Regions from separate parts of the Mus musculus genome. Here regions 1, 2 and 4 are each linked to region 3. Evidence: chromatin contacts called from public HiChIP or PLAC-seq and promoter capture Hi-C data. All regions are on one chromosome and are shown on one strand. The core of a region is the stretch at or near the end of the contact, and the rest is flanking DNA. Distances in the headings are between cores, read along the strand shown.

What was found. Promoter capture Hi-C pulls out the DNA fragments that hold promoters and counts their contacts. HiChIP or PLAC-seq counts read pairs in DNA pulled down with a chosen protein or histone mark.
Region 1: a contact with region 3 is called in an HNF4G HiChIP or PLAC-seq map of pancreatic cancer cells. The contact joins the promoter of Prrx2 here to the promoter of Nup214 in region 3. A contact is called at or near these places in 1 of 39 promoter capture datasets (liver), 1 of 484 Hi-C or Micro-C datasets (neutrophils) and 1 of 115 datasets of contacts at active chromatin or transcription factors (pancreatic cancer cells).
Region 2: a promoter capture Hi-C map of pre-B cells shows a contact between it and region 3, with 2.4 times the contacts expected there. The contact joins the promoter of Tor1a here to the promoter of Nup214 in region 3. A contact is called at or near these places in 7 of 39 promoter capture datasets (fetal liver, frontonasal cranial neural crest, hematopoietic stem and progenitor cells and 3 more), 1 of 484 Hi-C or Micro-C datasets (pre-B cells), 3 of 115 datasets of contacts at active chromatin or transcription factors (embryonic forebrain, microglia and pancreatic cancer cells) and 2 of 9 other capture datasets (liver and pancreatic islet).
Region 4: a promoter capture Hi-C map of neural stem cells shows a contact between it and region 3. The contact joins the promoter of Slc2a8 here to the promoter of Nup214 in region 3. A contact is called at or near these places in 2 of 39 promoter capture datasets (neural stem cells and pre-B cells).

What each region holds. Positions count from the first base shown.
Region 1 is chr2:30,839,701-30,847,523 of GRCm38.p6, forward strand. It overlaps Prrx2 (paired related homeobox 2), which reads left to right and starts at 5,667. Exons shown (of 4, transcript NM_009116.2): 1 at 5,667-5,981. The coding sequence starts at 5,735.
Region 2 is chr2:30,963,312-30,970,332 of GRCm38.p6, forward strand. It overlaps Tor1a (torsin family 1, member A (torsin A)), which reads right to left and starts at 4,607. Exons shown (of 5, transcript NM_144884.2): 1 at 4,363-4,607; 2 at 3,779-4,044; 3 at 383-558; 4 at 164-291. The coding sequence starts at 4,543. It also overlaps a transcript of Tor1b not described here.
Region 3 is chr2:31,968,883-31,976,128 of GRCm38.p6, forward strand. It overlaps Nup214 (nucleoporin 214), which reads left to right and starts at 5,568. Exons shown (of 36, transcript NM_172268.2): 1 at 5,568-5,726. The coding sequence starts at 5,682. It overlaps Aif1l (allograft inflammatory factor 1-like), which reads left to right. Exons shown (of 6, transcript NM_145144.1): 5 at 748-910; 6 at 2,021-4,560. The coding sequence ends at 2,108.
Region 4 is chr2:32,977,378-32,984,274 of GRCm38.p6, forward strand. It overlaps Slc2a8 (solute carrier family 2, (facilitated glucose transporter), member 8), which reads right to left and starts at 4,706. Exons shown (of 10, transcript NM_019488.5): 1 at 4,581-4,706; 2 at 4,344-4,506; 3 at 3,984-4,190; 4 at 2,625-2,724. The coding sequence starts at 4,636.

The sequences.
Region 1 (7,823 bases), core at 4,417-6,916, 1.1 Mb before region 3:
GTTTGTTTTCTAAGACAGGGTTTCTCTGTGTAGCCCTGGCTGTCTTGGAATTCACTCTGTAAACCAGGCTGGTCTTGAACTCAGAAATCTGCCTGCCTCTGCCTCCCAAGTGCTGGGATTAAAGGCATGCGCCACCACTGTCCAGGTAGACATTTTTTTTTTAAACATGGATACAGAGAAATAGGGAGAGATAATACACAGCTAGGCTCACATTTAAAATTATGGTTGGAGGGCTTGAAGAGGTGGCTCAGTGGTGGAGAACACTGGCTGCTTTTTCAGAGGACCTGGGTTCAAGTCCCAGTACCTACATAGTGGCTCACAATGGGACTGTAACTCCAGTCCCAGGGAATCCGATCTCTCCTGACCACAGTCACCCATACAGTGCACATACATATATGCAAGCAAAACACTCATACATATAAAATAATAAAATATTTGTAAAGTGTGGTTAGGGAGGCTCAGGGGAAGCCTCAGGCTGGGGATGGCTTAGTGGGTAAATGTGCTTTCTTTTCAGGCATGACTTGAGCTCAAATCCCCTGCTCCCATGTAAGGTTAAGATGTGGTCAAATTGGCCCTGGGAACCTCCATGCTGTGAAAAACAGGATCAGGAGGATTTGTGTGGCTTGCTGGCCGCCAGCCTCGCTCCAGGCTGGCTCAGTGAGAATGAGCTCCCCTCCTTCAGCCTTCGGATGTCCACATGGGCACACACAAGCATCATACATAGAAAAACATGCTATACAAATGTGTATGTGATGTGCAGTTAAGAGAACCTGAGCAGTTAAGAGAACTCGGTTCCTAACATCCATACCGGGTGACTCGCAACTGTTTGTAACTCCTGGTCCAGGAGATCGGATGTCCTCTTCTGCATCCAAGGGCACCAGGCACACATACATGCAAGTACAAACATGCAAGCAAAGCACTAATACACTGAGAACAAGCTACAAAATAAAGTAAAAAGAAATAAAAAATCTAAAATATGACAGGTGTCAGGCATGGTGGTGTGTATCTGCATAATTCTGACACTCAGGAAGTTGTAGAATTCAGGACCATCCCGGACTACACTGAGAACCTGTCCCCCCTCCTCCCAAAAAAAGGTAGTAGGGGGAGAATGTTTCCAGATATAGAGAGCAATTTATAAAACAGTCAATACAACATAGATCAGTGTTTATGATATCTATGGTAATATCCCTCTACTTAGCTAGATATCTAGATATTATCTAGAAGGATAGACCTTAAATTATTTTTGGTCATTTCTTTCTGTAGTGGTTTGAATAAGAATGCCCCCCCCATTGGTTCATATAACCAGGGGTTGTCACTACTTCAAAGGATTAGAAGGATTAGGAGGTGTGGCCTTGTTGGAAGAAATATGTCACTTTGAGGGTTCAAAAGCCTGCGCAAGCCCAGAGTCTTTATCTCAGGCCTGCAGGTCAGGATATAGCTTTCAGCTACTGCTCCAGCGCCTGTCTATATGCCACCATGCTCCCTACTGTGACAATAATGTACTAACCCCCCTGAAACTGTAAGCAGACCCCCAATTAAATGCTTCCTTTCATAATAGCTGCCTTGGTTATATGTAAGTACACAGTAGCTGTCTTCAGACACACCAGAAGAGGGCATCAGATCTCATTACTGGTGGTTGTGAGCCACCATGTGGTTGCTGGGATTTGAACTCAGGACCTCGGGAATAGCAGTCAGTGCTCTTAACCACGAGCCATCTAGCCAGCCCCAGGATTTTTCTTGTCTTGTTGCTTTTTCTAAGCCTTCAACTCCATATTAAATAAATAGGATGATTTTCTTTGATCCCTCTTTATTAAACTAACTTTCTTCTGTGAGACGTGGTCTCAGTGTATGTTCCAAGTTGGCCTGGAACTTGCTATGTAGCTGAAGCTGGCCTCATGCTCACAATTCTCCTGCCTCAATGCTCCAAGTCCTGGGATGACAGACACATACCAACAATGTCTGACTAGGTCAACTTTAAAAATATTTAAAGTAGGGCCTGGATAGATGGCTCAGCCCTGGGTTCGATTCCCAGACCCCCATGCTAGTTTAGACTATCCATAAAGTCCAATCCAGGGATTCAGCGCTCTGTTGGCCTCAGGGGGCACCAGGAACATTTGTAAATAAATGCAAGTGTTGACTACTTGCTTGCAAATGAGATAATAGTGATTCTTTTAGTTCTCTCAATTCTACTTCAGCTTTAAAACTCTCAGTAATGGGGCTGGTGAGACAGCCAAGCACCTGCTGCCCTGTCTGAGTCCACGAGTCCATTCCTGGAATCCACACGCCGCAAGCAGAGAACTGATTCCCTCAAGGGCCTCTGACTTCCGCATGTATGTGCATACATCCAGATTAAATAATACAAAAGCAATCAAATAAATAAAATGATTTATTTTTATTAAAATGATAAAATCAAATCTCAACAATTTGGGATGACTTCTGAATAAAGAAAAGATAGTATCTCTCCCTTAACACGTGAGCTTTTAGAACAGATCTGATCAGGGCTGTGCCTCAAGGTGAGACCCACGTCCAGGTTGCCAACAGCTATCCACAGAACCCAACCACCCATCCCCACCCTCCAACCCCTGCAGAGCAGGACTCCCTGACCCTTCCTCTGTCCTCCCCAGTCCCAAGAAGCCCCTGGGCCAGTGTGCTGGTTGAAGGAAGACCCTATCATCCATTCATTGCTGACTCTGGGTTAGCCTCTAGGATTTGCTCAAATCACTATGAAAACTCTTTTAGCCCATCCCTCTGGGAGGCAAGTCCCTGAGTTCTGCCCTGTATCAGTTATGGGTGTCCCCTTGGCTGTATTTCCAGGCAGAATCAAGGCTAATTTCCTCCAGGACTAAGCTCTGGCTCAGCAGCTGACACCTCTTGTCCCTCTCTGCTACCTTGTACTTATTACCTAGCCTTCATCCCAGGATTGGCAAGAATGTGACTATTTGGATCCATCCGCTGCTTCCTCCGTTTTGCTGATGCTGGAGTGGGGACTACGGGCGAAAGGGATGACTTACAGCCGCAGAGCTAGGGAAAGGCGCTGAGCTCAGCCAAACCCGTGCTCTGAGCTCCAGGGTCCAAGATAACGAGATAACACCACCAGCCTGTCTGACTGCTCTGAGTAGGTGTTCCAAAAATAGCAATTGCGGGGCTAGTGAGTCAGCTCAGAGGGGTACCACTTGCCTAGCTGCCCAGCACTTGCAAGCCCTAGAGTTCCATCCCAGAACTGCTTGAAGCACAACAAAACAATAAGACAACCTTGGTTGTGATGGCTCATGCCTCGAAGGCTTGCATCCATGAGGCAGAGGAGGGTGAGTCTCTGAGAATTCAAGCCCAGCCTAGTCTACAGGACAGCCAGGGCCACACAGAGAAGCCCTGTCTTGAACTCAATGTAAATACTGTTAAGCCTTGCTACTTACTAGGTGCCAGCTGTCACTCTTTTACTAAGTTATTAGTTATTTGATTATTTATTTATTTTAAAAAGTATTTAATATTATGCGTGTGTGTGTGTGTGTGTGTGTGTGTGTGTGTGTGTGTGTGTATGTGTTCCTGAGTGCATGTTCATGCTTTGTAGCAGTCCCTGGAACTAGAGCTACAGATAGTTGTGAGCTGCCGAGTGGGTGTAGGGAATTGAACCCAGGCCTTCTACAAGAGCAGTCAGTGCTCTTAACTGCTGAGCCATCTCTCCAGCTCCCTGAAATTAGTTTTAAAATTGATCTTCATGTGTGTATATCATGTGTGTGCATGTGTGTGTGTATGTATGTGTGTAGGCAAGGTCTCCCTTCAGTACTGTATACCAGGCTAGCTGGCCCAAGGGCTTGTCTCTACTTCCCATCTTTTAATTTTTAAAATCTTTTTATTTTTTTAAGAAGATTTATTTATTTATTTAATATATGTGGGTGCACTGATGCTGTCCTCAGACACACCAGAAGAGGGCATCAGATCCCATTACAGATGGTTGTGAGCCACCATGTGGTTGCTGGGAATTGAACTCAGGACCTCTGGGAGAGCAGTCAGTGCTTTTAACCACTGAGCCATTTCTCCAGCCTCAAATCTTTTTAAAAATAAGAGTTATGTCATGTTTTAATATTTCCCTCCCCCTCCCCCTCTCTCCCTCTCCCCGCCCCTCCTTGTGCATGTGAGTGCTCTGACCTGTGAAGTTGAATCCCCCTGGAACTGGAATTACAAGTAATTGTAAGCTGGCCAGCATGGATGCTGGGACTCATTCTGGTCCTCAATAAACGCATCTTTCTGCCTCCCATCTTGCTGTAGGAGCCCTGGGATTACAGGTGCCACTGCGATTGGCCTTTACTTGTGACATTGTGTTCACACAGCAAGCATTTCTCCCTTGCCCTCATCTCCACTTCTTTACTCCTCTCAATAATTTATTCGGCAATCAAGGAAACTAGGGTCTCAGATACTTGCTCAAGGTCCAAGCACAGTCTTGATATTAACACAGGAGGCTGGAGCCCGAGCATTGATGTAGGACATCTCTGCTCATCGTGCTCTGAATGGTGACTACATGAGATGAAGGATACCACTGTGGCCACAGCGCTCCCCAGACCCTAATGCAACGTATATAGGCTCTGGACCTCACTTTGCGCAGTAAACAAGAGCTTGGACAGGCCAACTTCAGTCGTTCTCTGAGCACTAAAATGAGCTTTAGCTTTTCCTGGTCTGTCCTGCAAGGGAACAGGAGCTAGATCGTTTCTCAGACCCTTTGCAATATCCCTGTGTCCTTGGCAGAGACTCAGGGTACCCCGGGGTGGGTCAGAGTCTCCAGGGTGGGTCTCGAGACGGTTTCCTGCTGCCCGCCTCTGACACCCTGAAGACCTCCTTGTGTTCTCTTTGGTGCTATGACTTCATGTCTTTCTGGCAGTAGCAAGGGGAGTGAAAATAGTTTTGGGGTAAGACTTGGGGTATTTGGAGCCCTGAAGAGTCTCCGTTCTTCTCACCCGCTGGTTCTCTGGTCTTTCTTGAAAAAGTTACATAAAAGATAGACCTGGTTTGTCTTTCCCTCCGCTGTCATTCATCTATGATCCTTGCTGAGTCTCTTCCTTGTGCACCCCAGAAGCTCGCCCCTTCCTACTTGGTTGGTCCTTAGGAGAACCTATTCTGGGGACAGGCGCATAAGTGTCACCCACTGCAACATGAGAGAAAAGGCCCAGCCTCCATGCCCGAACCTTCCTTTCGGCATGGAGGGAGCGGGGTGGTCCTCGAAAACTTCTCCTTCTTTCCATCAGTGTGGGAACAATGAGGGACAATCTGGGAAGCGTTCAAGGCCGCTCCTGGCTCCGTAGCAAATTCGAGGCTAATCTGCAATATATGAGACCCTGTCTAAGAAGGAGTGGACTGGAGGGGACAGGATCTGTCAACTTTCTTGGGGTGCCCCACCCCCAATATGCAACAAACAGAGGCGGATTCCCCACCCATCACCTCCAGAGACTCTGGTTGAGATATTTAAAGACCCCTCCCCACGGGATTTGGGCACCCCCTAAACTGCTTCTGGGAGTCCGAGGACCCCGGCCTGGCCCCGCCTCCCGCCGGACGGCGCAGGACGCGGGGAGGGGAGCCAGGGGCGAGGTCCGCCCCGACAAGGGGCGTGTGGCCCGGGCCGCTGGCTAGTGAGCGGTCCGCCCGTAGGGGAGGGCAGAAAGTTCGGGTCCCCGACCGACTGACTTGAGATCCGGCACAGTGAGCAGCGGGAGGCGGCGGCGGCCGGCAGAGGCGCGGCCAGGGCATGGACAGCGCGGCCGCCGCCTTCGCCCTAGACCCGCCAGCGCCCGGCCCGGGGCCCCCGCCCGCACCCGGCGATTGCGCCCAGGCGCGCAAGAACTTCTCGGTGAGCCACCTCCTGGACCTGGAGGAGGTGGCGGCTGCTGGGCGCAGGGCTGCGGGGCCCGTTTCGGGGCCCGCCGAGGCGCGGGAGGGAGCGGCGCGCGAACCGTCCGGGGGCAGCAGCGGCAGCGAGGCGGCGCCGCAGGACGGTGAGTGTGCGGCGTGGGAACCGGGCAGGGGCGGCGGGACTCGGACTACAGCACTCCGGGTCCAGGGATCCCTTCCTTAAGTAACTCGGGCTGAGGAGTTCACTGGCTGCAGGATCCACTAGCTCTGGAACTTTTAGTTGGTGGAGTCTTTGGCTTGTGCGACTGTGACTGTGGGATCGGCGGATAATGGGACAACACACACACACACACACACAGAGAGAGAGAGAGAGAGAGAGAGAGAGAGAGAGCTAGCTCCAAGATCCCAGCTACAGAGACCATGGACTGCAGGACTAGTGGACTGTTGAACCCTGGCTGTGGGATCCCTGGGCTGTGGGGACACAGGGTTTGCGAGACTGTGGCTGTGGACCAGAGCAGCTAAAGGAACCCCCTAGCTGCAGGATCTCAGCTGTGGGCACTGGAGGACTGGATTGTTCACAGTGGGAGCCACAATCACAGAAACCACAGTCCAGTGGTGTGGTGAGAGGTGACCTGCTGTTGTTTCAAAAGTCCCTCCTTCAGGGGAGACCCTCTTTGAACCAGATCCACTTACAATCTTGAGGATGTGTGACTTGGGGAAAGCTGGCTTCCCTTGCACTCCATACCAGCCTACCCTCAGAAGCTGGTGCCTTTGCTGCTGGGGGAAACTGAGGCTGTGGAGAGGCCGAGCCACTAAGCCAAACTTAGTCTAGGACCTTCAAACTAAGACAAGTCTTCAGAGGGTTTGTGGGGTGGAGATATCTGCACAACCACGCCCACCAGTTTGGGGTGGAGGATCTCTCAGGACAGCTAGCTAGGCCTATTTCCCCAGCAGAGGTTAAAGGTCATCTGGAAGGGGCTTTAAAAACAACCAGTCCACCCAATACCACCACGCGCGCGCGCGCACACACACACACACACACACACACACACACACACACACACAAAGTCACACAGGATTATAAAGTCCTCAGCTCAGCTTTTCAAAGAAGAGGGAGTTTGTGTGGGGAGCTGACAGAACAGGGGTTGGTATCCGCCCCCCACACCTTCCCACCCACCCTAAGGACTCCACTTCCTGTGGAAGATCATGGTTAGAGGGATGCTCAAGCAAGCTGGGAGCCTCTGCTCTCAGGTGCCAGTGATGACAGTGACACTGTCTCAAAGCCAGGCTGTGAGCACATGTGTCCTGAAACATCCACGGAGCACCTTCTGATAACCCCCTGCTGCTGCCAGGCAGGCATGTCACTCAGCCCCGAGAGGCCCCTGCCTTCTGTGCTGGTGTCCACTTCCCACCATTTGTAGGGGCCTGGCTGCTCTCTTCCCTCGGGTGTTGGGTGATGGATGATGACTGAGCTGACAGCCCTGGGAGTCAGCTTTTAGATCCTTGATGGAAAAGGAGAGGGAAGGGGGCCGGATCCGGCCAGAGGTAGAGTGAGGTGCCATAGAGCTCCGAGTTCTCTGATTTCACCTTGATGACTGAGGGGTGTGGGGCAGAACAGAGGGGAAAAATTAAGGTGATGGGAGAGGAGGAAGGGGTAGAGCGAGGGAGCCGAGAGGTCGCTGCATTGATGGTGAGGGGGCAGAGGCATCGCCATGGAAGGGAGCAGACAGGACAAAGTCTGACTTCTTTGTCATGTAGCTGGTCCCCAAATGGAAGTCCTCCCCCCACTGTAATCCCAGACTGCAAATGTCAGCGGAGGAGCTAGTGTGCAGATGATGCCATTGGCAGCCACTAGAAAGCTGGGTGGGTACTGGTGCCCCCTGGAGCCCCAGGATCTGGCCACAGTTCCCGAAAGCCCACGAGAACTGCCAGGCCTTCTTGCACACTAGGGTGTTTGAGGACAGAGTGTCCTTTAGATGTAGATA
Region 2 (7,021 bases), core at 3,357-5,856, 1.0 Mb before region 3:
TCAATTGCCTGCTCTTCCTCCACAAGGAATGTAGCGCAAACCCTGTCTTAACCAACTCATCTATAAAGCCTCCTGCAGCTCATTAACAGTGGTCACTCGAGGATTCCGTCGGGTCCGGGGAGCAGTAGGGGTGCACGGTTAGGGGGTGGACTGCCATACTTACTGTTCTTGTTATTGAAGACCGACACGGCCAGGGCGGGCTCCATGTCTCTGAGCTTGATTTCTTCCCTCTGCTTCCCACTTTTCCAGAAATCCAGAGCCACGTCTGTGATCCTCTCTGCCCCTGCATTGCTGCCGAAACAATTGCAGTGAGGAGGGACTGCACCTCTTCCCAAAGCCCCCAGCTCGAGGGTGTCCCACCATGTCCCAGCCACAGCCTCACCTGAGGAAGATGAAGATGGCTTTCTGATAGGAGACCTCATCTACCACATCGTAATAGTCTAGGAAAGGCTTGATGGCGTCGATGAGGCCGGCATGCATCTTGTCCATCTCATCAAAGATGAAGATGGAGCGAGCACAGGCGCTCACGTTGCCTCTGATCCACATCTGTAACTGGTCCTGAAGGACAAGGGGGCCCTTCAGTGTAACTGCGGGCTTCGACACCCACACCCAAGTTCTCCGAAATAATGACTCTGAGACTCAAGTATAAATGAAGAAATACTGGAGCCCAGAGTGTTGGCTCTGTTCCCCAACTAGCTCTTATCTCAATAATCCTGATTATTCTATTCTGTGAGTGTCACCCGGCAAGTTCTCTTTCCTTCAGTTTCATGTGTCTCTCCATCTGCAGTCTGGGGCCAATTTCCCATGCTTCCAACTCTATATCTCTGCCGATGTCCTACCTTCTAGTTCTGCCTCAGCTCATTGGCTAGTCAGCGTTTTTATTGACAGGTGAATGCTTCCACGCATTGCACAAATGATTCCTTCTACAATTAAGAGCTCAGGGGGGTAGGGAGGGGAGGCAGGGAAGTCGTCGACACAATGCTATCAGCTTTGGGTTTCTTTGTTTTTTGTGTGCATTTACCCAGAGCCTCACTAGTGCTAAACAAGCCCAGGCCCTCAGGACAATGGCTGTGTTTCTGGAGCACTGTGCTATGAGCATCACACCCATACACCTTTGGCCTCACAAGCACTTCCTGTGTGGATAGCATCATACCCATGCCACAGACGAGGACCCTGAGCTACAGAGCGCTTGCCTAAGAAAACGTAGTTAGGCTGAGGCAGGCTGGGATCTCAGCCCAACCCTGTCCTATGCCAACGCTCCAGGTTTGTGACCTTGTGTCAGCCAGGCACCAGCTCTGTCCTCACAATGTCACATCTATCCTGTGATGACAGCCTCTGGATGAGAGGCAGGAACCCACCATCACCTCAGCCCTTCCTCTGCAGTCCAGCCTGCAAAGCACTGACTCAATCAGAGGCTCCCTTAGGGAGTCTGAACTTGCTCGCTCGGCATCCTGGGAGGGGGTGACGAGGCTCTCCCGACCAGCAACACACTCTACGAATGCATTTGGAGATGGACACGGTGACATTCATTTGTGATCCTGCTGAGACAGAGCAAGAGCTCCAGGCCAGGGCTGGGAAGAAAGCTTAGTGGGGTAAAGTGCCTGTCTTACAAGCGCCCCTGAGAGGAAGCCAGGGAGAGCCCTAAGAGTACTGAGGAAGCAAAGACAGAAGCCATGGGACTTGCCTGGTAGGCAGGCCCAGGTCTCAATGACAGACCCTGTCTCAAAAAAATGTAGACAGATCCTGAGGCACATCACTAGAGACAGACATGTGTACACACATGATGACAAGCACACACAAACACAAAATTAAAAACAAACCAAACTAAAATGATGATGATGATAATAAACACAGTTCAGGCTGCAACAATGAGCTCATGGGCAGCGGGCTCAAGAATAAAGCAGACAAACGAGCCCACCTTATTTGTATTTGGTTGTTCGGTGGGGCAGATGCTAAAGAATGAAGTCAGAGCCTCAGTCACCCTAAGCCAGCCCCAGACAAACCCCAGCCAGGTTCGTATACACTGAGCCATCAAGGGGAGACACACAGACCTCTTAAAGCATCTTCCTGGGAAAACTGAGCCCAAATCCTACCTAGGGTGTAGGTATTTCCAGCCACCCTCCTCTTGAAGTGAGCTGGGGAAGGCAGCCATGTATCTTTCTAAAGAACACACGAACAGCTACACTGTACATCTATCTGCTTAGGGTGTTTCCACTGCTCTGTGACCACAATACAGTTCTCCTTTGTATCTAATGTAAGCAGCAACTCTGCAGGTATGGACCAGCTTCCCCTCCCAGCAGCGGTTCTCAACCTGTGTGTCGAGACCCCCGGGGCGCACTTATCAAATACCTGCAGATCAGATATTTGTGTTAAGATTCATAACAGTTACAAAATTACAGTTCTGAAGTAATACCGAAATCATTTTATGAGGAACTGAATTAAAGAGTCACAGCATTAGGAAGGTTGAGAAACTGCCTTAGAGGAACCTACAGTGACCTGAATCATGTGGCAACTCATGGTTCCATACAACTCACTCAGTCGTTAGAACTCCACAGAGAAGGTCTGCCCAGTCTCCTGCCCCAGACTGTGAGCAAGCGCCCACTGCTGCGAGACACCGTTCCAAGCTCTGTTAACTCAACATTTTTTGTTTTGTTTGTTTTGTTTTTCAAGACAGGGTTTCTCTGTGTAGCCCTGGCTGTCCTAGAACTCATGCTGTAGGCCAGGCTGGCCTCGAACTCAGAAATCTGCCTGCCTCTGCCTCCCAAGTGCTGGGATTAAAGGCGTGCGCCACCATGCCTGGCTATGACAACATTTTTGAATCTTCTCCCCAAAGCCATTGAGGAAATGATACTGAGCCCCTATTTTCTCCTCTTCCTCCACCTGACATCCTCTCCATTTCTGTTTTCAAACAGAAGCTTACTATGTAGCCCAGACTAACCTCAAAGGTGTGATCCTCCTGCCTCAGCCTGCTGGGAATACAGGTGTGTAGGAAAACACCCGCTGACCTCAGGCACCAAGATTAAACAACCTGCACAAAGCCACAGTTATGGCCACACAATGCTCAACAGAAAGGGGGTGCACTAACAGACTCGAGGTTGAAGCACCATTCTAAGATAAAGAATGTCCCTGCTCAAGTTAAGTGACAGCCCCTACTGCACAGCTGTAGGGAGGGAGGGACCGAACCTGAATTCAGGTGTGAGCCTGTTATCAGAATTAAACTCCAATAGCAGGTTGCAACAGCTGGGTCAAAGCAAACTTGGCCTCTAGGTTTCCTTTTCACAACAGGGGGCGGGGGGAGGCGACTCCTAAAGACCCTGGAGTTGTTATGTCCCCACTTCCCAGCCAAGTTGTCACCTTACCGAGTCACTTTATGAGTGTCACAGAGGCCACTCATAAAACTTTGGTGGTCTAACTGCTCTATGTATCTCAAACCCTTTGTAACTTACATATCTATCCCCCAGTGCACCCTCGCCACAGCGGGAGTTGTGGGAGTTGGGGTGGAGAGACATAATACAGAACTTCCCACATTCTGGGCAAGTGCTCTATGCCGAGCTACCCCCAGCTCTTGACAGTCCCCTTTAAAACACGGTAGCCTAGCTTCAGCTGTCATTCCTCCAAGGGATATGACCACTTCTGTGCACACCTTTTAAAGAGGAACTGACATACAGAGAGCCATGTTGTGGCTCACTCACTGACGTGGAATTCCCACATCCCACCCCACAACAGAGAAACCCCAATTCCGGGTCATCCGCGAAGGCGGTCAACTTAATGCTCTTGCCTTATACTGTGTGATGTTAGAGGCGTGGGGGAAGTGTAGCGTGGCCACAAACAGGTGTACATAGTCACTGTTCAGTCCGCCCTCGTAAATATTCTCCGCGATGATCTTGCTGGCGAAGTTTTTGCCGGTGCCCGTCCACCCGTGCAGAGAGAGGGTAAGGGGCTTCTTGGGCTTCGGGTTGCTTAGGAAACCAGACACGGCGTTTAGGATGACTTTTTTTGCAAGATGCTGTCCAAAGAGCTTGTTATCCAGATCTTTCTGCAGCGCTGAGAAAGGAAAGATCACTCTGGTCAGGAGAGAAACAAGCTGGCAAAAGGCAGCCCCATTTCCAGGACGTCAGGGCCCGCGGAGCCTGGTTTGGAGAGCGCTGAGGGACCCTGGTGCTGCGAACTCTGCCCTTCCTCGGGGTTGGCCCCAAAGCCAAGCGGAAGAGGTGCCGTGAGGCCGCCCCGGAGAGCTCCGCGCAGGGCTGACACCCTACCCCGGGCCCCGACCACTCATCTCTCAGGCCTCCGGCCAAAGTCTGGCCTGGCAGCGGCGCCATCCCCCTGCCGCAGCATCCCGGACGCCTGGTGCCCGCCTACCCTCCCGGCTGAGGCTCCGCATCTGGCCGCAGCACTCGGCGAAGAGGCAGTAGAGACGAGGGTAGGAGATATAGGTGGTGAGTACGCCGGCCAGGGCCAGACTCAGGCTGATGGGCTCCACCGCACGAACCACGCACGGCGCCAGCAGCAGCAGGGCCAGAGCGGCCCGGCCAAGCTTCATAACCGGACCCGCGCACCTTGCGCGCCCAGCGCCCGCCCAGCGCCCACCGTACCCCGCGCACCGCCCAGACTCGTATTTCCGGTTCCTGCTGGCGGGGCCGCCCTCTTTGTCCGGGGCAGGCAGTCTACCGACGCTAGTGGCTACCATCTTTGTTAAGGGCAAAGTCCCTTCTGCTTCTGAACCTTGATGTTACAGGAATAATATTGAGATTATAGGAATCAGGTGATGATGACTGCTGCCCTATCCCCATCAAGTAACAGTGTTTTAGAACCATTTTTTTTTAATGATGGGCGGAGAGATGGCTCAGCGGTTAAGAGCACTGACTGCTCTCCCAGAGGTTCTGAGTTCAATTCCCAGTAACCACATGGTAGCTCACAACCATCTGTAATGGGATCTGGTGCCCTCTTCTGGTGTGTCTGAAGACAGCGACAGTGTACTGACATACATGAAATAAATAAGTATTAAAAAAGAAATGACGCAGGCACCTGCGTGCATGTGGTGCTCATAAACTCATGTGGGCTTACACACATGCATAAATTAACATGTAAATGAATAAATTTTTAAAAATGAGAGGATAATATAGTGGGTTCCCACATGACCCCCCCCCAACGTGCGTCCCTATCATTAAATCTGACAGGTGCGGTGGGTGGTGTGCACCCTTAACCCCAACACTCTGTATGAGTTGGGGCCAGTCTACAAAGTTTCAAGCAGGTCAAAGCTGCATATTGGATCTTGTCGTTAAAACAAAACAAAACAAAACAGAACAAAACTGACATTTGAGGGCTGGGTATTGTAGCACACACCTTTAATCCCAGCACTCTGGGAAGTAGAGACAGGTGATTGTCTTGGATATCTGAGTTGGAGGCCACCCTGTCCTATACAAGGAATTCCAGGTGCAGTCAGGGCTACAGTGAGAGTCTGACATCTCAAAAAAAAAAAAAAGAGGGATCTGCATCTCATACTTGTTAAAAACCCATGACCAGTATTTTTTTTTAAAGATTTTATTTATTTATGTATGTGAGTATACTGACTTCAGACACACCAGAAGAGGGCATCAGATTTCCACTACAGATGGTTGTGAGCCACCATGTGGTTGCTGGGAATTGAACTCAGGACCTCTGGAAGAGCAGTCAGTGCTCTTAACCACTGAGCCATCTCTCCAGCCCCATGAGCAATATTATTAAATAAAGCCCATAGTTTCTTACCCAGTTTCTTCCTTAGGGAACTGTAGGAATAATGTTATTGTGCACTGTATAAGGATTATCCTTGTATTATTCACATGCTGATTGCTATGCCCTCATATATGGTTGCTATCCTTATTTTGAGAACTGCCTGTCATCAATGTTGTGTAAACATTGCTTCCTAATTATTCAGATTGGTCAATAAAGGGCTGATCAGCCAGTGACAGAACAGGAGAGAGGGAGGAAGTGGGGATTTAGCCATGAGGTGGGAAGTCCAGAAGACATCATAATCATAAAAAACAGCTGGAGCAGAGAAAGCCATAAAATACAACAAGTATCTCAAGGATTGTGGCTGTGAAGTAGTCAGATTAGCTTAAAGGACTAAAATAAACTAATACTGCTCAGTTGTTGTGCCTTAAACCTGTTAAATAAAATTAAATAGTCCTGTCTCAGTTATCTGGAAGCTAGTCGGCTTAAGAGCAAACTGTAACATTTATAAATTACCACTAACAGGGAACACTTTGAGCTCCCCACAGTGCTGACTCTCAGCTTCTCTTGGGTGCTCTTTAAATGACTTTGAGAGTTTTGAGAAATACTAGACACTTGGGGAAGGGGAGTTCTGAGAATGAAACCCTGGGCCCCATGCATTGTAGGCAAATGCTGCATGGAGCTATGCCTCAGACCTTCTGTTTCTTGTTTGGCTTCATATTAAGCTTTCTTTGGGATGGCAGGGTGGGGGCAGGGTTGGCTGGTGGTCAGGGGATGGTAGCTAGGCTACAGGACCTCTACACTCCTAACCTGTTAGCCATCTCCACAGCCTCCGTTTTAAGCTAAAATCTTCAGAACTACGCCAGGCTGTCTTTCAACATAGTACAGACTGGTTTTGAAACTTGATCTCCCTGCCTCAACCTCCTTAGTTCTGGGACATAGGCCTGGTCTTTTGTTGTTGTCATTCCTGGGGATCAAATCTTGGGCCCTCTGCATGTAGCTGTATCACTGAGCTATCTCCTTATCTGAAAATGTTTGCAGACTGTCCTCCTATTGGAATTTGACATTTTCTCATCATTAACTAGAGTTCAGGAAGGGGTTGCCAATGTAAAGTACTATTTCCATGCCGGGTGTGGTGGTGCACGCCTTTAATCCCAGCACTAGGGAGGCAGAGGCAGGTGGATTTCTGAGTTCCAGGCCAGCCTGGTCCACAATGTGAGTTCCAGGACAGCCAGGGCTATACAGAGAAACCCTGTCTCAAAAAACCAAAGGAAGGAAGGAAGGAAGGAAGGAAGGAAGGAAGGAAGGA
Region 3 (7,246 bases), core at 4,318-6,817:
AAAAACCAACCATTTCTTCTTTTTTCTTTTCCATTCAAACTGATTGTGTGTGTGTGTGTGGGGGGGGGGGGTACACATGTACATGTGCGCCTGCCTGTGTATGGCTGTGTGTAGAGGGTAGAGATCAGCACCTGTGTATGTGTGGCTGTGTGTAGAGGTCAGCACCCGGGGTCTTTCCAATTGCTCTTCCCTTTAGTTTTTTGCTTACTGATTTGACTAGGCTGGATCCTCTTGTCAGTCTCCCAAGCCCCACGATGGCAGGCTTGTGCCAGTGCCTGAATATTTGCTTGAGTTCTGGGGCATTGAGCTCAGTTCCTCCTGCTTGCAGTACAAGCCCCTTACGGACTGAGCTGTCTCCCTAGGCCTTCCTCATTATGTAGCCCAGGTTGGCCTAAAACGTGCAGTGGTCCTTCTACCTCAGCCTTTAAACTGCTGGAATTATAGACATGTGTCACCCATCATCCCACAGAGCTGAAGCAGTCCTCCCCAGGACCCCCAGTCAAGAACAGCAAAGTTTGAGTCCAGCCCGTCTGACTCAGAAGCCCAGGTGCCACCTGCTGGCCTTTACTGCCTCTGAGGAAAGCAAGGGAGGTCTCATCCCTCCCTCCCCAGGGAGTCACCATTGCTGCTGTCTATAGGGAGAGATGGTCACTGAGAATTGTGTGTGCAGCTGTGAGGCATCCCTGGCTCCCTCCAGGGCCTCAGGGTCCTGTCTCCACTCAACAGATCTACTTTTCCTCCTGGCAGATCTGATGTCTTTAAAGAGGATGATGGAGAAGCTGGGGGTCCCCAAGACCCACCTGGAGATGAAGAAGATGATCTCGGAGGTGACAGGGGGTGTCAGTGACACCATCTCCTACCGAGACTTTGTGAATATGATGCTGGGCAAGCGGTCGGCTGTCCTCAAGCTGTGAGTACCTCTTCACTCCATGGGGTCTCAGAGGCAAGGACACCCTGTGTGAGTCAGCGGTCCTCAGGCTGTGAGTCCCTCTTCACCCCATGGGGTCTCAGTGGCAAGGACATCCTGTGGGGAGAGGCCCCGGGCTCAGGGCACCTTACCCATCCCCTAGTTGGTGGACGGTTAGTGGTGCTACCTGTTGCATGAGGAGCTTGGGTTTTCTGGGCCTGTTTTCCTTAGGAGAGATTAGCATGGCAACCCCAAGATTGGGGACTTCCCCATCAATGACCAAAATGATGGTAGCACCAAATGTCCTTTTTTGCTTCCTTCCTTCCTTCCTTCCTTCCTTCCTTCCTTCCTTCTTTCCTTTCCTTTCCTTTCCTTTCCTTTCCTTTCCTTTCCTTTCCTTTCCTTTCCTTTCCTTTCTTTCTCTTCCTTCCTTCGTTCGTTCCTTCGTTCGTTCGTTCGTTCGTTCCTTCCTTCCTTCCTCTCTCTCTCTCTCTCTCTCTCTCTCTCTCTTTCTTTCTTTCTCTCTCTTTTTGAGATGTGCTCCCTTTGTTATGCATGTGGTCTTGTCTGGCCTGGAACTCTCTATGTAGACCAGGATGGCCTGGAACTTACAGAGATCTATCTGCCTCTGCCTCCCAAGTGCTGGGATTAAAGGTGTGGGCCAGCATGGCTGGCCAATGGTGACTTTTTAAAAGATCTGATGGGGGTTGGGGGGTTAGCTCAGTAGTAGAGCACTTGCCTAGCAAACGCAAGGCGTTGTGTTTGTTCCTCAGCTCTGAGGGAAAAAAAAATCTGATGGTATTTTGGGGCAGAACTCTGGCCCAGCCCACCCTTCTCCAGACACCTTGGGTAGGGAAGGCATATGGCCTAGCAGCTGTAGGCTTAGAGGGTTGTACTTTCTTCCACCTTGGACTGGCTGAGCAGTTGGGGTTGGGGAGTCCCACTTCTATTTTGTGCCTGGTTTTTCTTCTGTGACTTAGGATCACCAACCCGCCCCTTCCACACAGCTAGCCCAGGGGCATTCTGTTGAGGACGCTGCAGAGGGAAGGCTGGGGAGCTTTCTGTGTGAGGGGAGGAGTCTTGACCCTTTCATTTCCTTCATCTCCAAACCAGGGTCATGATGTTTGAAGGAAAAGCCAACGAGAGCAGCCCGAAGCCAGCTGGCCCACCTCCAGAGCGAGACATCGCCAGCCTGCCTTGAGGACCCACCCGGACCTTCCGGGCTGCCATCCCTGCCCCTGCCTCTCCCTCTGCGCTCTGCCATCTTGACTCATTGTGTTAGGTCTCCTGGGTTATGCCCCAGTGGACTCATTTTTTTTTTTTCTCTATGTAAGCACATGTTACCTGACTTAATGAGGCTGGGAATCCCGAGCCTCAGGCCCCTCTGCTCCCTGCTGCTCTGCCCTCTTTGTACAAAAGGGCTAACATCAAACCAAAAACTGGAGAGGGCAGGGAGGCTGCAAACCTCGTTCCCATGTTTGAAGAGGGCCTGTCCGTCAGTTCATCTTTCTCAGCTTCTAAATTAAATTCAGGCTGCAAGCTGCTCTCGGAAGATCCAGAGCAGGCACAGAGCTCCAGGGCTCCCTAGTGTCTTAGGGACATGCTTCCAGTGCCGCTGGACCTTCTAGCAGCGGCTACTCAGTGGCTAGACACACAACTGATTCCCTTTTGTTCTTGCCCTTGTCCATTCTCAGCGACATGACGCAAGGTGGGGAGGAAAGAACAACCTTTGGGTACTTCAGAGGAACCAGAAGGAACCGCTCCTTTACAGACAGCTCAGAGGGACAGTGTAATGGCACTGTCCCTTGCTAGAGCAGTAGAGGGGTTTGGAGGCAGAGGTGAGGTCAGTGGTGTGAGGGAGTCCTACTTTCAGGGTGGATGCTGAGGGCACCAGGGTAGAAGTGGAGTCAAGTGTTGAACCTCAAACAGAGAACAGGCTGTCTGATTGCACAGTGCCCCAATCCGGCTATTTACTGTCCTGCCCTACTCTCCCCTCCCTTCACTCCCTCAGTTATTTATCGAGTGTGTATTACAAGCTTTAAGTTCTCTTGCTTTGTCTCCATGTGTGCTATGTCCAACTCCTAGCTCCCTTTTCAAATCCCTCAAGTCCTGGAGCTTGGGGATTAGATGGAGGTAACATGGCAGATTTTAGCTGGGCCAGTCCTTCCATTTCACTGCTGGCCTCCAGGGGTTAAGTGCCTTGCTGAAGGTTGGTGGGGGCTATCAGAGAGTGTGGACTGGAGACCCGCTCTAGGCTGCATTGGTCAAAGGAAAGGGTAGAGAGCAGCATTTCCCAGCCTGATACTTGAGGAAGGTGTGGTCTCCACGGAACACCTTGGGTCAGGACTCACCCTCCTGAGGGCCTCCAGGTTGGCAGTGAGATTTCAGTAAGCACCAAGCCTAGCTTTGCAGATTGTCTTCCTTACAGCTTCCTGACTGGTCTTCAGAGACCATTTCCAAGAATTCATGCAGCAAAGTATCAAATGTCTTACCCGAGTGGGGAACCTCAGCCTTGACCCTGCTTGTGTTCTGGAACCATTTACTCTGGGCACTCAGGACGAGACAGTCACTCATCACACATATTTATCAAGCACCTGCTCAATGACACGAGTCCAGAACCCGGCAGTGAAATGGACTGATGTATGAAATTTATGTCTACTGGGGAATCACTCCCAGCCAATCTAGCCAATGACTATGATATGGAGTGGGGGGGAGTGCAAGAGGTGAGTACCATGTAGTCCCAGGGATTCCAGCTGGGCTCATAATTTGGCAAGTGTCAGAGGAGCCTCTGTAAAACCTTAAGTGGAAAAGACAGGGAAGCGTTGAGCTAATGTGCTTTTCCTGTGGCTCTTGTTCCACAGTCCAATACCCAGGGTGCTGTTCCCACAGCAGTGAGAGAGAGAGAGAGTGAAGCAAACAGGGCATGGAATGGTTAGCTCCAGTTCGTCCTCTGGTCTCAACCAGTTCAGTTCAGGAGAGAGATCATTTCGCTATGACTGGCTGATTTTCAGCCCTAGGAGCTGCTTCAAATGCACAGTCTAGTTGAAGTTTAAACCCCAGCATTCCTCCCTATAAATATAAAATCCTGTCTACCCTCACCCCATCCTTTGACTTATTTTTCTTTTAAGATTAGCATCTCTGCCCCCATTTCCTCCTGCCTTCCTTCTCTGAGCGGGCTGGGACCTTGGACTGCATTGGGTCCCTATTCTATGTGACAGAGGAAGGAAGAATCAGCCGGCTCAGTGGGTCCACAACTCATGAGCTTACACACCACCTCCATAAAGGAGTGTGCCACTGACCTCTGCAGAGCACAGAAAGAGGCAGTGGTCTGAAGATCAATCTATGGGAAGACTTAAGAATGACCCTTTAATGGAGGAGTTGGCATATATTTCAAGTTGTGTCTGTTGGTTCCAGGGTTTTTAACCTCTCTAGTTAAGGGCTTAGCTTTCTTGGGACATCGGCTGCCTTATTTCTGAAAAAGACCAAATGTAACTGGTGTAACCAGCAGTTTGGGGATTGCCAAGTATGGCTTTGCCCTGTGACTCAAAAGATGTTTGTAAGGTAGATTTGGGTGAGTGCCATTATTGTGTGCATGTGTGTATGTATGGATGGGATGTGGTCTCCTGCAGACTGAAATAAACTAGAGCAATTTATCAGTGTCTTTGTGTTTCTTGGGGACAGCTCTGGGCTCAGTAAATTCAGAAGAGCTAGCTGACAACAGGTACCAAGTAAATGAGTGTGTCCTGGGTCTCCCATGTCCCAGACAGACAGTTGACGTCATCTGATTAAGCCCAAGACCCAGGTCTACTGTTAGCATTTTACAATGAATAGAGGCTTGCACACATGCAACTTGTTGAGAGACTGCATCTGACAGAATGTGCCCTCTGGAGCTGACCCACCAGCTCCAAGTTAGGAACCTCTTTTATAATTCTACTCCAGAAATGTCTTCAACATCAGTCAGTATACGCAGATCTGAATCTTAACCCTTCCTGGCTGAAAGCTATTGGATAATTTAACTGCTTTGTGTGGAATTCTCTTATTACATATTTTTTTCCAGACAGGGTCCCATGTAACTCAGGATATCTAGAGATTGCTATGTAGCCTAGGAAGACCTTGAATTCCTGACCCTCTAATCCCCAAAAGCTGAGATGATAGCCGCGCACCATTTGCGATGTGAAGTGGATATGGCTTATGATCTGAAACGATTGCCTTGAAAACAGTAAACAAAACCGATCTTTTGTCCCTTTTCCTCTCCGTTTTTAAAAGGGTTCTGCACCGGCACACAGTGCAGTCCACCCGCTAACCGAACCTCTCTGTCCGCTCTTCCCAGCAAAAAAGTTCCTAACTTCTCTAAGTCGGAAGCTTCTAAGAGCCCTGCAGGTAAGTGCTACCGGGAAGCATCGAGAGTCTCAGGAAGGCCGAGCGTGCCTCTCTCTAAGGAAGAAAATTAAATAGCGAGGCTGCGCACGCAGCATCCAAAGGAAGGCGGACTCCGGCCCGCGCCTCATGGCCACACCCACTGCGCGGAACCGGCCAATGGGGCCTTGTGGATTGGCAAGCGCGCGACTTCCGAGCAGCCCTCGACTGCCTCCGAGCACACTAAAAACCGGCCTGGGTGACGTCAGTCACGCGCGCCGGAAACGCGCATCTACCACGCGCCGCGGGCGCTGAGGGAAGGAAGTTGAGGCCTGAGCGGCCTGAGCTGTGTTTGAAAGGCCGCGGGTGGCAGCGGCAGCGCCAGCAGCAGCTACTTGAACACCCTGAAGGCGGCACGATGGGAGACGAGATGGATGCCATGATCCCTGAGCGGGAGATGAAGGTTAGAGCCTGGCCGGGGCCTCCCCGCCTGCGTAGTCCTGGAGTTGCCTTGGAGCCTCGCCTCTGCCGGCTGCTCCTGCAGTTCGCAGGGTCGCGATCGCTCGCCCCACAGAGCGTCCGCAGCTCTGCGTGTCGCGGGCCTGAGTTCCCTGCAAGTGCAGGTACCTGTCCTTGCGTGGGTTTGTCCACGCCTTCTGAGTTACCCCAGGTACTCTGATGGGCTGGTCGCCTTACTGGTGACAGCGATTCTTGTTTATTGAGTGAGACGTACTGTCGCCACCGTCGCTGCAGCCCTTACGACCAGCTTAGAAAGAGGAGCGCATTGAAGCCTTGAAAGCAAATGATCCAAAGTCACGTGGCAAAAGCCTTACATCTCTCTTACGATTTAGGCATGGTCTCTTGTAGCTCAAGGTGGCTTCTGGTCTTGGGCTCTTGTCTCTGCCTCCACCTCCCAAGTGGTGGGATTATTGGTGTGCATTACCACAGTTGGCTTAGACGCTCAGTTCTTATTAGCTCTCTATACTTGAGGGTGGTCCAAACTACCTAAAGTGGAGCCAAGAAACACTATCTGCCTTCAAAACCCCTAGTTAGTAGGAACAGGAAGTCAAGTTTGGCACTGGAAATCAGCTTGAACTCATGAGACTAAAGGAAAAGCAAGCGAACCCTAAGTGATCCCCATGCTACAACTTCTGGATACTGTGTTAATAGTTGGCTTATATACTCTGACAGAATGGAAAGGCAGGGGACCGTAGACAGTTGGAAATGAGTGAGTTGCAGGAAGGTGTTAGCCATTTGTGTGACCGGTGAGTCGCTAAAATGCACATGGGTCGAGTGCTCCATATCATGCTTAGAAACAGTGGCTCTTCCTTGAGTCAGCACATGTGCTGAGCCCGGTAATGGGCAAGCTTCATGTTCCTCAGATATGTTCGGGTAGAGAATTTAGAACCACAGGGCTAATAGCAGTATTTTAATTCCTGCCAAAAGCAGAAAGGAGAGGTTTGGGTTTTGGGTTTGTCTGTTGTGTTTGTTTTGTTTTGTTTTGTTTTGTTTCTTTTGTGTTGCTTCATCACACTGGCCCACCACAAAAAAAGCCACCAAGCCCCAGTGGTACAGTCATGACTATTAGGATGATAATATCAAAAAAGATAGATGATTTGTTTCTTTATGAATGGCCAGTGTGGCCTCATGGGGAAATTTGTGTGAACTTTTACCCACCGTATTCAACTGGGATTAAGAGTACTGCTCTTCCAGAGCTCCTGAGTCCAATTCCCAACACCTACAGGGCAGCACACAATTGTCTGTAGCTCTAATTCTCACACAGACACATGCAGGCAGAACACCAATGCTCATAAAAATCTTCCAGTAAATATGTATTAAACATGGACTGCAAGAAAATTAGTATGTGTGGGTGTGCTAGACACCCTTTATGAAGCATTTCATAAGGTTCTGTAGAAATACATTTTCTCTTGTAGCTGTCATATTCTTTTCACTAAAATCCCTAGCTGGAGAGTTAGGAGGTGT
Region 4 (6,897 bases), core at 3,456-5,955, 1.0 Mb after region 3:
GTGCAAAATACTTGCTACTGCCAAATGACTGCTACAGCTTTGATGTACTTGCTACATTATACTTTTAAAGTAATTTTTAATTTATGTGTGTGTGTGCATGCACGAACATGCACCCATGCATGAGCATGGAAGCCAGAGGGCATCCACTGGGTGTGCTATCGCTGTCTGCCTTATTCCCTAGATTGGGGTGTTCCAATGAATCTGGAGCTAAGCTAGTGATCAGAAGGTGCCAGCATCATCCTGTTTCTTACTGGCCATGGTGCTGGAGTTACAGGAACTCACGACTACACTTAGTCTTTTATGTGGGTTCTAGGATTTGAACTCAGGTCCTCGTGCTTGGGCAGAAAGCTCTTCTATTTGCTCAACGATTTCCCAAACCTTATGTTATACTTGTATCATAATTTTATCTTTTATTCAACTATCTTTTGAACGAGAAGGGCCCCCACATGCTCATGTTTGAGAACCTGGTCCCCAGTTGGTGGAATGGTTTGGGCATTCCACGGGGCAAGGGGCGGGGGAAAGTCCTTGCCATTCCCAGTTAGATCTCAGCCTACTGTCTGTGGAGTGAGATGTGAGCCCTCGGCTACTGCTCCATCACCACGCCTACCTGCCTGCGGCCATGCTCCCATTATGGGGATCCAGAGGTGATGGATCCTCTGGAACTACAAGCCCCAAATTAAATGTTTACATTTATATATAGATGGCCTTTGGTCATGGTGTCTTGCCACAGCAATAGAAAAGTAGCTAGAACAGAGTGTGGGTGCATGGGCATTCAGGGTACAGCACTCATGGGGAGGTCAGAGGTCAGCCTGTGAGCATCTGTTCACTTCAGCAGTAAGGAGCTTATAGCTGGCCCCACAAAGTCTAGTGACTGAGGCACTACTGTTCCCACCGTGTCACTTTCTGCTGTCACAGCTAACTCATAGCAGTGGGTCAAAAGGACACCATAGGATCAATGCAAGGCAGTATGAAGCCACACTGGAGTTAACACTGTGGTTGATAGACACCGACTATCTCCACAGGACGATGACAACATCTGTTCATAGTAGGGGCTCTAGTCCCCTAGAGGGCTCCCAAGGCAGCCAAGCTGCTGGCAAGACACTGAAGAGCCAGGACAATAAGGGAGTTAAAAATGAAAGACCGGGACCTGTGTAAGGTCCACCGGGAAGAGCCAGTGTGCGCACCGCAAACTAGGTGAAGCCTGTCAGTGCCCCGACCCCAGTTCTCACTGGGGATGCGTTAGCAGGCACTTTTCATACGCTACTAATCACCTGGTCCTAACAGCTCTGGAGATGTGGGGGTGAGAATGAAGCTGGGGGGAGGGGCAGTGAAACCCAGCAGGTGGCCATGTGTCAGGTCTGAAGGCTCCACGCCTAGTGAGATATTACAGGATATTAGTTTATTGTACATAAAAACCCACTTGTTAGCAAAATTATAAAATGCTTAGTTTGTCAGATGCACTGGATATGTCCAGAAGAGATGCAGTTAGGGTGTGTCTCTCAAAGCCTCCATAGATAAGAATGCTAAAGAGTGGAAAGATCCTTCCTATTTTAAGATAAGTGGCTTGGGAGAAGTCGTGAGGCCTTTGCTCTGTAAAGCGGGTCAGCTGGATAGCCTGGGATACCTCCCCCCATATTTTACAAGGCAAAATAGTACAACCCCTACTGGCTGGGCTTAGCTGTGAAGGAGATGTGGCTCGGCCTGCCAAGGGGACAGGGAGGACCTGGACCTCTGAGAACAATCTCTCTCACTGGCTCTCACTCTTTCTTTTGGCTTGGAAGAACTTCATGGGAAGAGCTCCAGATAAGAGACAGAGATCCTGCCGGGCGTGGTGGCGCACGCCTTTAATCCCAGCACTTGGGAGGCAGAGGCAGGTGGATTTCTGAGTTCCAGGACAGCCAGGGCTACACAGAGAAACCCTGTCTCGAAAAACCAAAAAAGAAAAAAAAAGAGAGAGAGAGACAGAGACAGAGATCCCCTCTTTGGGCTTGCAAGAGCCACAGAGAAGCAGTGGCAGGACACAGGTAAATCAGTATTCTAGGAAGGAGAAGCTAAGGGATTTCTAAAGAGCGAGCAGTTTAGTTGTAGGCTTATAACTCGACATTTTGTACATAGTTGAGAAAATAAAATCACCTCATTGAGCTCACAGGTCTCAGTTAACACCTCCCATGTCTTTATTGGTATAAATGTTTGTTAAGTTTAAAAGAATAAATATTACAAGGAGGTAATTTCTAAAGCCTCCCCAGGCCACCAGCTCTGCCCCTCATCTTTGGGGAGCAGCCTCCTTTATGTGACATTCTCCTGAGAACTCAGTGCCAGCATGCAGAAACTCCAGCTCCCCAAGTGACTGAGCTAAAGTGTTTCCCTATATCCCACCCTTCCTTGCACTGGAACCCCCTGACTCCCTCCACAGCGCGGTGGGATTCTGGGACAGAGAAACCACCTGCTCTAGTTCTTCCTGGCACCGGGTTACCAGGCCCCTCCCCCCAGCCCTCCAAGCTGTGTGACCGAGAACCTGGCACCCTGACCAGCAGCACCAGGCAAACTCTTGTCCTCTGTGAACCTCAGTTTCCAGAGTGACCGCATAGCCTCTAACAGGGATCAAAGAAAGCACACAAATCTACCTGCCACATAGGCCAGGAGGATGCCAGTGACAACCATCAGCTGCACACAGGAGCCGAGCAGTCCTCGGACAGCTGGGTAGGCGATTTCCGAGATGTAAACCTATTGGTGGTTAAGGTGAGATTTTACTTGGCTCTTTGAAAGGAAAGGTTTAACTGTACGCTATAGGCCAGCAGAGTGCCCCTCCCCATTTCCTGCAGATTTTTTTTTTTTGTTTGTTTGTTTGTTTTTTTTTTTTTTTTTGGTTTTTCGAGACAGGGTTTCTCTGTGTAGCCCTGGCTGTCCTGGAACTCACTCTGTAGACCAGGCTGGCCTGGAACTCAGAAATCCGCCTGCCTCTGCCTCCCAAGTGCTGGGATTAAAGGCGTGCGCCACCACCACCCGGTTTCCCGCAGAGTTTTAAAGAGGATTGTGGGTAATGGGTTGCCATTATGTGTGTGAGCACTGAGAGAGGAGTGCAGAGCTTTCCTACCCTGGTTTGCTTGCTTGCTTGCTTGCTTGATTGATTGATTGAGATAGAGTTTCATGAAGCCTAGGCTAGCTTCCCGAGCTGAGGAAAACCTTGAATTCCTGATCTTCATGTATTTAACCCTCAAGTGTTGGGATTACAGGCATGTGCCACCAGGCCCAGCCCAGCACACATTTAATATGCACAGATGTGAGTTAGAACGAAAGACTTCTCCCTTGCTGTCTGATGTGTCCTTGTTCAGCCCAGTCCTAACAGGGGTGCCATCACTTCTAATCTCAGGAGTCACTAGACATTATCCATACATACTTCTAGATTATCCTATACTTTATGCTCTAGTAAAAACAAACAAACACAAAACAAAAACAACCCACAGGTCCCCAGTCTCCCTTTCCTCTAGCTCCTTCACGCCTCCAACAGATGAAGAGGATAAGCAGGAGGCCATGGAAGTGAAGGAGGGATGGGTGGTCATCCAAGTGTGTAGCCACAGGTTGCTGGTGACCCTCAGTTGCTAGGGTCTAAATCTTTTCAGACACTATCCCGGGCCAGCAGTTTCCTGTGCAAAGGCCGAAACCACCTCGGGACTAGGCCTTACTTTACAGGGGGGCACTGAGGCTGGGAGAGAAGCCTGTGTCCAGGTAAGTGGTCCAGGTGTGTGGGCTGCAAGGTATATGTAGCCTTCACTGCAAGCAGTGAAGGGAGCCTGCAGCCTATCCTAGGGACAAACCAGAGTAGAACTGCCCAGTTAACAAGAAAATAGGGGCATTCCCGTTATCGCTGCCTAGCATACAGTGACACCACCATAGTAGAGTAAAAGATCAGTAAGGAACTGCCTCGCTGCTGACCGGCTGCCCCCTGCCTGGCAAAGGTCATCTAGGAGGCTCAAACCACTCACCGGTGCCACTAGTGAGGCGACTCCGCAGGCAAGGCCGGTGAGGAGGCGGCCTCCGAGCAGCATCCACACATCCCGGGCCGCGGTGATGACAGCAAAGCCAGTCACGAAGGGCACGGTGCAGAGCAAGAGGCTCAGCTTGCGCCCTGCACGGTCCAGGAGCCAGCCGCCCAGTATGCCCCCTGCAGCAGCGCCCAGGGTCACGACGGCCTGGGGACCCGGGACGGGCTGAAGAGGAGGCCACCAGGGGCCATGGCCCACGATCCTTCCACCCCACGCCCCCTAGTCTCAGAGGAAAGAGAATGAGGAGGATCCTGGGGTGCGGCAGAGAGTGGGGGACCCAGGACTCCCCAGAGGGCTCACCCCGAACCAGGAGGCCGCATTGTCTCCGAGGCGCAGGGCCGGGGGTGCGGTGCGCCGCAGGCTGGGGATGGCGGGGGAGCTGTAGCCGAGCGCGAAGCCGAAGCTGAGGGGTCCCAGAGCGGCGGCGAAGGAAGCGAGGAAGACCCGGCGGCCGCGGGGAGTCCTACGGGTACAAGGCGGGGCGTGAGCGGTGTCGCCGGGCGTGAGAGAGTGACCGCGGCCCCTGGGAGTCCTCACCTGGCTTCCGGTGGCCGCAATAGCGGCTGCGTCTCCTGGGGGTCCTCGGGAGACATGTCAGCAGGACCTGACCCGCGAACTGTCGCCGCTCGGGCGAGCGCGGCCTCCGCTGCAGGAGTGACCAATGGGATGCTAGAACCCGGCCCCCAACCAGAGCTGGCCAATGGAAGTACAGAGCCGGTTGCAAAGCTCAATGGAGCTGAACTACGCCAGCGACCCAAGTAAAGGTTTGCAGGGAGCTGTGTCCGGGACCCAGGCACGACTGTCCAATTGGAGTGTGGTGTGAGTCTGAAGGCGTGGCCCATCAGGTCTGAGCTTGCCAATGAGAATGGAAAGATTGTTTGGGTGTTTTGTTTTTGTTTTTCCCTCTAATCATCTATTGGGGGCTGGAGGGAGTGGGGGGGGGGGGGATGGACAGAGGTGACAGTGTGCCTGTGCACGTTCGAAGTAAACTTCCCTGAGTTTGTTTTCCTTCCACCAAGTGGATCCTCCGGATCGAACGGAGGTCGTCAAGCTTGAGGGCAAACACCTTACAAGCAGAGTCATCTCGCTGCCCCTATTTTGGTGGTTTCTTTTGCTTTTATTTAAACTTTATTTGTATGAGTGTTGTTTACATGTTCACGTGTGTGTGTGTGTGTGTGTGTGTGTGTCCCATGCATTCCTGGTGCTTGTAGAATTCAGAAAGCATCATCAGATCCTACGGAACTGGAGTTAGAGATTGTTGTGAGCCATGTGTGTGCATGCTTGAGCCCTCTGCTGGAACAAGTGTTCGTAAGCATTGAGCCATCCTTTATATTTTTACTTTTATTTTATTTTAATTTTTATATGGAATTGTCTCTAAATCTAGCCTCCACTAATGAGGGTAGTAGTGGGTCAGCGATGGATCACACTGGCTCCCGAAAGACTTCCCACCCTTACTACCCACAGTTCCCTGGAATAGGCTCCTCCCCAACTTTGACTTCTGCTTCAGAGAGCGTCAGGGTGAAAAGGCTCCAAGAAAACTCTCTTGGGCCACCTGTTCCTATCCTTGGACTTTCTGACATTGACCTGGTGCTTCTGGTAGCAGCTCACCTTCATCATGAGTGCTACAAATGTCTAGAATTCTGAGATGATGAGGACCCTGTCAGGCAAGGTCCCCCATTCCAGAAGTGGGACAGAGTGGAACTTAGTGATTCCCTTGTTCCCTGGTTACCCCACGATCATGGTAATTATCTCTATTGTCCTCCCGCCCCGAGTCTCCCTGTGATTGTGTGCCTCTACTGCTCTGCTTAATCGCTACCTTTGTGGCAGCTTCATCCGTACAGATGTAGAAAGAACCAGTGAGAGGCACCTAGTCCCTCTCTGTGCCTGGGTGTCTTCATCTCTAGAGGGCTGTGAGCAGGCTAAGCCTTAAAATGCCCATCCCGTCTGTACAGTGGTTTTACGTTACTGCAGCCACCCAATTGTAGCAACCAGCAGTTTGAAGTTTTGATCACAAGACTATTCTTTTTTTTTTTTTTAAAGATTTATTTATTTATTATATGTAAGTACACTGCAGCTGTCTTCAGACACTCCAGAAGAGGGAGTCAGATCTCCTTACGGATGGTTGTGAGCCACCATGTGGTTGCTGGGATTTAAATTCCGGACCTTTGGAAAAGCAGTCGGGTGCTCATACCCACTGAGCCATCTCACCAGCCCACAAGACTATTCTTAAAGGCGGGCGGGCAATACCGGCTTGTCCTTCTACGAAGTTTCCTGCTTGGGTGATAGATCTTATCACTGCTTTGAAATCACCTGCTCTTCTCTCTTTTTTTCCCAATAGGCATCAGGTTTCTGATGTCTGCAGAGTAAAGGTCATGGATGAATTGTATCCAGACTGGGTACTTTGTACCCGAGTGACTGGCTCAGCAGAGTGGCTTATGTAGAAGGGATGCTACAGTAAGCCCAGCTAGCACCAGACTTCTGAGTCATGGGCACCTAGGAACCATTGGCTAGTGGTATCCCTGCCCAATCTGGACCAGATATTGTCTCTAGGAAAGCCCCCCCCCCCCCCGTCCCTTTCTATGAGCAAAGCAATACTAGCTTGGTGAGTCAGATCTCTCTCTTGCTTCCTCTGTATCTCTCATACCTTTGTCTCTTATTTAGTCATAAGCGGCTTCATTACTGTCCTGGAAGAATAAATACAGGCTTGATTTTTTTTCCTGTTTCATCAAGATATAACAACAAAAAACGACAGGAAAAATACAGACACAAGCTCCTTAATTTGTATAACAGAAAAACCAGCAGCCAGCCATGTGGCACAAGCCTGCTTCCCAGTTAGCACTTGGAAGGTCCAGTG